Regions from separate parts of the Zea mays genome. Here all the other regions are linked to region 2. A link is a contact called in public Hi-C data. All regions are on one chromosome and are shown on one strand. Each heading gives the region's core, a stretch centred on a gene start, on an enhancer-like site or on the middle of the called end of the contact. The rest is flanking DNA. Distances are from core to core; before and after follow the strand shown. Region 1 holds the start of LOC542081 (sigma factor protein). Region 2 holds the start of LOC100217253. Region 3 holds the start of LOC103631653.

Region 1 (2,986 bases), core at 457-2,956, 470 kb before region 2:
CCCCTATAGGCATTCCTTGCAGAGTAGTGACCATCAGGATGCAACACCACCTCTGCGAGAGAATTCCATAGGGACATATAATCTGTCAAAACTCCCATGGTCAAGGCCCTCCTAATGTCATCTTCTATTCAGCAAGGCTTCTTCTGTCAGCTATTCTTTTTAACAATCTTATATTAACTGTCTGTCCTTGGCATGCTTGCAGGTGTTGAAGCTGATGTACCATGCTCCCGTGACATCCAGCTATCACCAGAGTACCTGGGCGAAAATCGGCCGGATTGTGAACCCGTACATCCACCGCTACGCTCCGTTCCTCCAGACGCCCATTTCTGCGATCCAAAGATGGTGGTTCAGGTAGAGAGACAGGCCGAGCTGCAAACATAGCACAGTCGAGTCGCCGCGTTCTTATGTAATGCTGTAACCTTTTCCCAGAATTCTGGAGGGCCATTATCATAACAAGAAGGTTTTTAGCTGCAGGGCCACCAACGCCGAATTGCAAAACTCAGCAAAAATGTTCCGTGTTTTTTTTTTGTTGGGCACCGATGCCTGCCTTCGTAGATTTGCTTGCAATCTTTGCTTCAACGGAGGAGTGTACATTATGTTTGTGCGTAGGTCATGGAAGGAATCTCCTTGGATTGAATCCGCATGGAATCTGCAGTGCGTTAGGTCGTTGTCGCATCGTACATAAGGCCCACAATGACTGCCGCACGATGATCTCGCGTGCACCTGTCTCTGGCCTAGAAGATCCCAACCCCGCACGCGTCATCGTTGCACCGTTGGGGTCTCCCGGACGAATGCCTTGGGATGCCAATTGTGTGGCCTCCACGGTCGTGATGGCGCTTCACCCAGCGGTCTCAACGTCGGGAACGAAAATACGTCCTTCGCTGCGCTAGGTGGATGCCTGACCGACGACAGTCGAGGGGTGGTCGTGCGTGCCAGGGTGATTGCATTCTAAAATTTTGTTGGATCAGTTTCCGATTGATTGGATCGTTTGTCTTTTTAATAGTTTGTTGATTGACAAGTTTAAACTTAACAATCACCGTACACATGCTAGGCATCACAGAGGAAGATGAGATCATGAAGTCTGCAAGTGAGTTGAAAATTGTTAGGATAGAAGATGGATATATAGCTGATGTGTCCACTTTCAAACATGTTCCTGATTGGTTTCTACAATTATATCTATTTATGTACTCCATGTTTTATTTTGTGAGGAGATGCGATAACCTTGATACTAATCATTTGTGTGCTGCCAAAGGCGATTGAAGTTTTGAGCTTTGTGTTCTTTATATACAGAACCATGATGAGATTCACCATTTTGCGATTGAAGTAGCTTCTTAGTCTATGCTGGCCAAAGTTACTGTACATCATTTTCATAAAACTAAGACCACCTTGGTCCTTTCAGAATTATCTATTATTGCAAGTTACGTTTGTTTCAATCATTTGGAGGTATACTTGTCACCACTCATTTAAACTAAGTTTGATATTGTGAGATATTGAGATCGATGATAATACATGTGTTGTTCATTTTCATTTAATTATTATACACTAACATTTTATCGAATAATTTGCGTGTCGTCGCAACGGGTATTGGACTAGTATTGGTTATGTCCAACTAACCAACTTCATAAAAAAGTGTGGATTTCTAAAAAAGATAAAAATAAAAAACCGTCTCTTCTCCGGCCCGCCTCCTCTGAAACCCTAAAAAACCCAATCTATTTGTTTCCGCCGCCGTGTCTGTCTCGGCCCAGGCAAGCCACCGCATGCACCGCCGTCGCTCACACCGTTCCAGCGCCTCGTACCCTCACTGACGTAGTGCGCGCTGCTCCGCCAACGCCCCCAGCGACCCAAACAGACTCCGACCCGCGCCGTCCGTTCCGTGTCCGGCCTCGCCGCCGATTCTCTCGGAGCTCCTGCCCTGCCGTGCGGGAGCACTTCTTCGAACAGATGGAGGCTCGCCGCGCGAGGCCGAGCAACCAGACGCACTCCAGCTGTTGGACGAATCCCTCCTCCTCCACGCCAGGCCCTGCGTCGCCTGAATTCCTCGTCTGTTCTCCACCTCTAGCTTAATAAGATGATATTTTGAGTTGTCACAGTAATATTATATTTCCAAGTTTTACTCATATTTTTCCCTTTGTCTTTTGCCAGACTACGGTCCGCGGAGCAGCATTTTGCGGCCGTGGCTTCGCCTCCGCCACAGCAAGGTTGTCGTCATACTCCTTTTTATGTGTGAAGAAGGAGAGGAGGTGCTTATCGTAGTCAGTGACAGTGGTGGATCCAGCAGCTCTTGTGGAAAGCGGCGGAGGGGAGTTGACAGTAACAACAGCAACAACCGCGGAAGGGGGTGTGATGCTTGCTTGCAGATGTTGCTGTTATCGCCTTGGGGGTGATTATTCTGTCCTGTGCTCTAATGATGCTCGGAATGATGATGGAACTCCCCGTCAGTGCGCCTGGTTAATCACAAGTAAATTCATCTCTTTTAATTTGTTCTCTCTCTTCTCCGATTCCCTTTGCACTTTTCTTTTCTGCGGAGAGAGACGAGGAGGAATCTGAATGTGTGGGCGAGTGTTGAAAGAGGACGAAAATAAATATCTGACGAGCAGAGGAATGCTCGTATATATATGATGCTTGTAGAAAAAGATCCCGGTGCAGCAACTCGCTTTCGGCCCCGATCGTCTTTTCCCCTGCTGCCAAGGTCCAACCAAACACGATCGGAGGATAGGGCTCCCCTCCCGGCTTTTCTATCCCTCCCTCTCCTCTGCTCCTGTGCTATCCTCCGTTCATCACTCCCCCAGGATCCCCTGCAGCTACCATTGCTACAACACGGGTACAGTACAGGTGAGGAGGGAGAAAACAAACGAACGAAATAAAGAGAGTACGCATGGGTTTGCAGATGATCCATGGCAGGCCCTGCGCCTTGTGCTGCCCGTCCTCCTCCTCCTCGTCCTCCGCCTTGTGGATGAGGATGCAGGCCCAGCTGCCCCCAAAGCAG
Region 2 (2,830 bases), core at 28-2,527:
AGAAGATTCAATTGTATAAGTGGATGTCACGCGAGGATGGTTCACATGAGCTGCAGTCTGAGTGTGGCCACCATGGGCACATACTTGCCTTGTATACTCAAACACGTGGTGACTTCATTGTGGTTGGCGATCTGATGAAATCAATATCCTTGCTGGTGTATAAGGTGAGTCTTTTTTAACTGTTGGCGATCTTATTATTTGTATTTTTCTTTTTTGTGTCAGTCCCTAATTGTTGGTTGGGCTGATTGCTATTGTGTATTTTTGGGCAGCATGAGGAAAGCGCGATTGAAGAGCGTGCTAGGGATTACAATGCAAACTGGATGACTGCAGTTGAGATGCTTGATGATGAAGTCTACGTTGGGGCGGAGAATAGCTATAACCTATTCACGGTGCGCAAGAACAGCGATGCGGCGACAGATGACGAAAGGGCCAGGCTTGAGGTGGTGGGAGAGTACCACCTTGGGGAGTTTGTGAACAGATTCCGCCACGGTTCACTGGTGATGCGCCTTCCAGACTCGGATATAGGGCAGATCCCTACGGTCATCTTTGGCACAATAAACGGGGTGATTGGCATTATTGCCTCCCTCCCGCACGACCAATACATCTTCCTGGAGAAGCTCCAGTCGACCCTTGTGAAGTACATAAAGGGCGTCGGAAACCTGAGCCACGAGCAATGGCGGTCCTTCCATAACGACAAGAAGACGGCGGAGGCTCGGAACTTCCTCGACGGTGACCTGATCGAGTCTTTCCTTGACCTTAGCCGGAGCAAGATGGAGGAGGTGTCCAAGGCGATGGGCGTCCCCGTGGAGGAGCTGTCCAAGAGGGTGGAAGAGCTGACGAGGCTTCACTAGTGTAGATGGAACATGGAAGCGTTGCTTGTAAGCAAGTAGTAACTTGTTCCCTGAGCTGTAGCCTCCGCGGCTCGCACGATCAAAGTGTTCGGCCGTGGCTGCAGTCTATCCTATGCTATATCCTATCGTGATTTGTTTGTTTGAGCTGTGCCAGTTTCTTTTCTTTATTATTAATGCTTAATGTTAAAATTAGTGGTGAATCCTGTGATGGTCCTAACTGATAGGTGGGTCGGCGTGAGCCAGTAACAAAGGGATGTGCTGAATGAGACGGCCGTCTTGTCTTGTGGTAGGAGAGTTGAGATAGTGGCCCAACCCTGTCCATGAGGCATAGTCCATCCCCTGTCCATTTCATAGTAGCACCTCCAGCAGGCAGCAGCCTGCAGCCCAGCCCCTAGTTTGATCGATTTGAACCTGCCGCTGCGAGTCCACAGCGCTGCGCAGGCGGCACTGCGGCAGGCTCTTCCTCCCTCTCCTCTCTCTCTGTCTGAGCCGAGGGCTTTGGCGCTCCCCCCCCCCCCCCCCCCCCCCCCCCCCCCCCCCCCCCCCCCCCCCCCCCCCCCCCCCCCCCCCCCCCCCCCCCCCCCTCTCTCTCTCTCTCTCTCTCGCACGGGCCCGCCTGCCTATCCCACTGCCCGGTCCACCGCCGCAAACTCTGCCCGCCCGCGCGCGCCCCACCCCGCCGATCGCGGTGAGCCCGGACTCCGCCGCCGCCGCTTCGCTCTACCCTGACCAGCCCTAGATCTGTGCGGGATCCGCCGCCATGTTCTGGCGCATGACCGGCCTCTCCGCGGCCTCGCCCGTGAGTACACTCCTCTGATGCCTCTTCCGCTCTGCCCTCTCGCTCTTCCGTTCTGCTTGTCGCCTCGCCAGCCGGACCAACCCTGCTCTGCTCTACAGCCACGCCTGCTGCGCGTAGGGTTCGCTGCCGCCTAGGCCGCGCGCTGTAACGCCGTAGCCTTTGTGCTCTCTGTCTTCTGCGAGGACATATCCTGTGCAATCACTCATTTTGGTGCAAACGTGCAATCAAACTATCCAGAGCATCCAATCTAGATCCAACGGTTTCATATGGAAGAGGTTAAAAGTAAAATAGGTACTATGTTTTAGGTGGAAGGGGTTAAATATAAAATAACAGTCATCATTAGATCTAGATTAGATGCACCAAACCGCTTGATTGCACGCTTGCACCAATATAAGTGATTGCACAGGATATTTTCCTGTCTTCTGCAATGGACTCCCGAACTTTTACGGCATTCGCCAAGCTTGACTTCCGAAAAGAACATAACAAAACAAACTATAGCAAAATCTAGGTCCTGTTGGTTTCCCTTTTGACTCATTATCTACAGCCGGCTGAATCGGCGTTGATGTTGGAACAGCTTCCACTCCACGTTCAGGGTTATATTCTGTGATCACCGTCATGTTCCTGCTGCACGCACACCTACCCAGGGAAGGAATTGGATAAAGCTTGAGTGCAGCTAGTTTGAGCAATTCCATTGACAACGATTCCGGTTCATTAATAAACAGGCTTTCTCTGGCTCTCTGCACATTTTCTGTTACTGTCTCTGTGGGAACATATTTTCTGTTTCTGTCCCATTACTATTTATAGGGCTTCCTATACCTGTGTCGGAAACTAATTTCATGTCAAGTATGCTTACTGTTTATTTATTTCTTATTCCCTTATAAAGAGTCGTAAAACTTTTTCTGGCCCATGGGGTAGTTTCATCATCATGTTATCACTAGATGTATTCTTTTGGTTCATTGTACTCATTTTATAGTAATAATAACTAACTGTCCAGTGGACCGACCATGTTTATTGTCATGTCTTATTTATTTAGGGGCTGTTTGGATCCCAGGAGCTAAAACAAAAGTGACTAAAGTTTAGTTACTTAGAGCAACTCCAGTAGTTCTCTAAATGACTCTCTAAATCAAGAATTTAGATAGTTAGCACAAAAACCTCTCTCCAACAGCTCTCTAAATTGACT
Region 3 (2,983 bases), core at 75-2,574, 310 kb before region 2:
TTCGGTTCCGTTTGTCTCCTTCGGTTCCATTTTCTGGGAACTGTATTCTGGGAACAAAACTGGGAACCATTTGTCTCCTTCGGTTCCTAGAAAATTCAGATCAGTTTTGGGAAACCATTTGTCTTAAAACTGGGAACAAAACTCTATTGAAACTGGGAACCATTTGTCTAGGAACAAAATTCAGATTAGTTCCCAGAAAACAGCCTTCGGTATAGCCTGAAAACAGCATTCGGTTCCCAGAAAACATGGTTCCCAGAAAATAGCCTTCGGTTGTAAATACTCAGATTGTTGGTAGATGGTTCCCAGAAAACAGCATTCGGTTCCCAGAAAACGATTGTTCCCATTTTGTTCCCAGAAAACAGCCTTCGGTTCTGAGAAGCACAGATTGTTGCTAGTTCTGGGAACCATGTTTTATTTCCTTCGGTTCTCGCAATAAAACGAGAACTGGTACCAGAACCTGCAAAAAAACAGCCTGAAGAACCTGCAATAAATCTTGCAACTCCTTAGCACCCATTTGGGGTTTCTTCATTAGTAGTGGAATAGCGTGAAATGCTACCCATCCACTACTTGGTGTTGTCGTCTTCCTCTTGCCACTAGATGTGCAAGTATGAACGTCATGCAAGACAGCAACCTGCAAATGTCGTTTCAAGATTTATTAAACAACAAAAAATTGAAAAATTATTGCTAACATAAAAAGGAAAATTACTTACCACGATGGTAGGCAATCCTTTCTTTTCCTCCCGTGCATAAATCCTCCAAGGACAATCACCACCTTTGCAATAGCCAACATATCGAGTAGTCGAAGTCACATCGATTCCAAGCTCAAACTCATGCTTTATGGCATACTGTCTCATAGCAATTCTAAATTCCTTCATGTTCGAAAACAAACTGCCTGGCTGCATTGAGGGATTAATTTTATCATACTTAGCTCTCTTCTCGTCCGGTAGGTAGTCCTCACATGGTTGGTCTGTATTTTGGTCTCCTGAATCAACATGGTCCGATTCATCAAAATTAGTTGTACCACCTCGTAAGGCTTCATCCCTTCTATTTTCCTCTGCCTCGTCCTCTTCAATTAGTCCAAGTTGCGAATACATTTGCGTCTCACTAGGAACATCACGTCTCCCTTCCTCCTCCCACAAACCACCGAGAACCATAGAAGCCCAATCAAACACAGATTCGTCTTCTACATCCACACCCGAAGACAAGCCTATGCCTTCCACTACTACATGATTCAATGTTCAGATTGTATTACACTACTGGTAGCTTGAAGCAAGAACAAATAGACAACTAATGGTAGCTTGAAGCAAGAACAAATAGACAAACCTAGGGGGGACTGCTCGTCGACCTCAGTGTATGTGGCCGCAGCTGATGCATCCATGGAGAAGGCGAAGACGTGCAAGGGCGTGGTGCCGTGGAGATGGCACAGATGAACAAGGGTGTTGCGGCGCCCCGCCCAATGGCTGTTGCGGTACCAGCAGGGCGTCGGTACGAAGCTTGCATCCGGCGCTGAGGTTCTGCAGATTCCCAACAGCAGGTAAATGGAGAATGAAGAAGAGAGGAGAACGGGGAGGGAAAAACCACTCCTATACCAGGCAAGGAGATCTCCCAGGGAGGAGGCAATATCCGTAGAAGGAGACGAGAGAAGATCCGTAGAATGGAGAATGAAGAAGGAAACGGGAGAAGACAACGGCGCGCGGACGGAGGATGGTTATTCGTTCTCTCAACGGCTAATATCGATTGTCAGTCTATTTCAGAGTGGAGTCTGTCCCCTGGTTTTTCATATCGTCGAAACCCTCGCCAATGCCTCCGTTTCGTCGAAGCCACATCCGCGACGTTTCATAATCGCAAAAGTCTCCCCCCACCCAGATCCAGCACTCCTCGCCTTCCGCTTAAACCCCATCCCAACTCATCGAAGCCCTCGCCAATCGGCACGACCATGGCTGCCATCCACCTGCGCCCGCTCCGCTCCGTCGCCGTCTCCTCCGCGAGGTACCGCTCGCTTCTCCACCTTCTCGCCCGCCCCCTCTCCTCTTCCCAATCGTCCCACGCCTACCACCCTTTCCCCACCCCGGCCGCCGCCGCCCCCAACCATGTTCACCACCACCACCCTACCCACCACAGCCAGCAGCAGTCGGCGCCGCCGAGGAACCCGCCTCCCCTTGGCCCCTCTCCGCAGTGGTCCCCGCAGCCTCCGCCGCCCCGCGGCTATGGGCCTCCACCGCCGCAGCACCCGCATGTGCCGCCGCCGCCGCCACGCGGCTACGGACCTCTATCACCGGGACAGCACTTGCCGCCTTCGCCACACGGCTACGGCCCTCCACTGCCGCCGCCGCCACCACCACACGGCCACGGACCTCCGCCACCAGGACAGCATGTTGTGCCGCCGCTGCCTCCATCACACGGCCACAGACCTCCACCATCGTGCCAGCATGTGCCACCGCCGCCGCCATCGCACGGTCACGGACCTCCGCCACCGGGCCAGTACGTGCCGTCTGCGCTGCCACGCGACCACGGGCCTCCACCCCCGCACCAGCAGGCACCGCCTCCACCGCCGCCGCCTGAGCCTGTAGCGGGGCCTGGGGAGCTGATGGGATTGTGCCGGGAGGGTCGGGTGAAGGACGCCGTGGAGCTTCTGGACAAGGGGGCGTGCGCCGACCCAGCCGCCTTCTACGAGCTCGCGGCAGCCTGCTCCAACCCTAAGCTGCTGGAGGAGCTCAGGAAGGTGCACGACTTCTTCCTCCGCTCACCCTTCCGCGGCGATCTACGGGTCAACAACAAGCTGCTAAAGATGTACGCCAAGTGTGCAGCCATGCCCCACGCCCGCAGGACGTTCGACAATATGCCTGACCGCGACATGGACTCGTGGCACATCGTGATCGATGGCTACTCGGTCAATGGGCTCGGGGACGAGGCGCTGCGACTGTTCGAGCTGATGAAGGAGTGTATGTCACCCACCAGCCATACCTACCTGCTTGTGCTCAAT

What was found. A called contact is a pair of places that touch in the nucleus more often than the background predicts.
Region 1: a Hi-C map of ear shows a contact between it and region 2, with 1.7 times the contacts expected there. The contact joins the promoter of LOC542081 here to the promoter of LOC100217253 in region 2. A contact is called at or near these places in 2 of 25 Hi-C or Micro-C datasets (ear and tassel).
Region 3: a Hi-C map of leaf shows a contact between it and region 2, with 2.4 times the contacts expected there. The contact joins the promoter of LOC103631653 here to the promoter of LOC100217253 in region 2. A contact is called at or near these places in 2 of 25 Hi-C or Micro-C datasets (leaf and tassel).

Annotation. Positions count from the first base shown.
Region 1 is chr6:179,356,559-179,359,544 of Zm-B73-REFERENCE-NAM-5.0, reverse strand. It overlaps LOC542081 (sigma factor protein), which reads left to right and starts at 1,706. Exons shown (of 7, transcript NM_001351703.1): 1 at 1,706-2,040; 2 at 2,143-2,458. The coding sequence starts at 2,344. LOC100216801 reads left to right here. Exons shown (of 9, transcript NM_001366821.1): 9 at 203-483. The coding sequence ends at 355.
Region 2 is chr6:178,889,684-178,892,513 of Zm-B73-REFERENCE-NAM-5.0, reverse strand. It overlaps LOC100217253, which reads left to right and starts at 1,277. Exons shown (of 18, transcript NM_001401848.1): 1 at 1,277-1,650. The coding sequence starts at 1,612. It overlaps LOC100279448, which reads left to right. Exons shown (of 19, transcript NM_001329507.1): 18 at 1-164; 19 at 270-1,036. The coding sequence ends at 851.
Region 3 is chr6:179,199,031-179,202,013 of Zm-B73-REFERENCE-NAM-5.0, reverse strand. It overlaps LOC103631653, which reads right to left and starts at 1,324. Exons shown (of 2, transcript XM_020539677.1): 1 at 711-1,324; 2 at 1-631. The coding sequence starts at 1,154. The coding sequence ends at 392. It overlaps LOC100381568 (pentatricopeptide repeat (PPR) superfamily protein), which reads left to right and starts at 1,914. Exons shown (of 1, transcript NM_001174393.1): 1 at 1,914-2,983. The coding sequence starts at 1,937.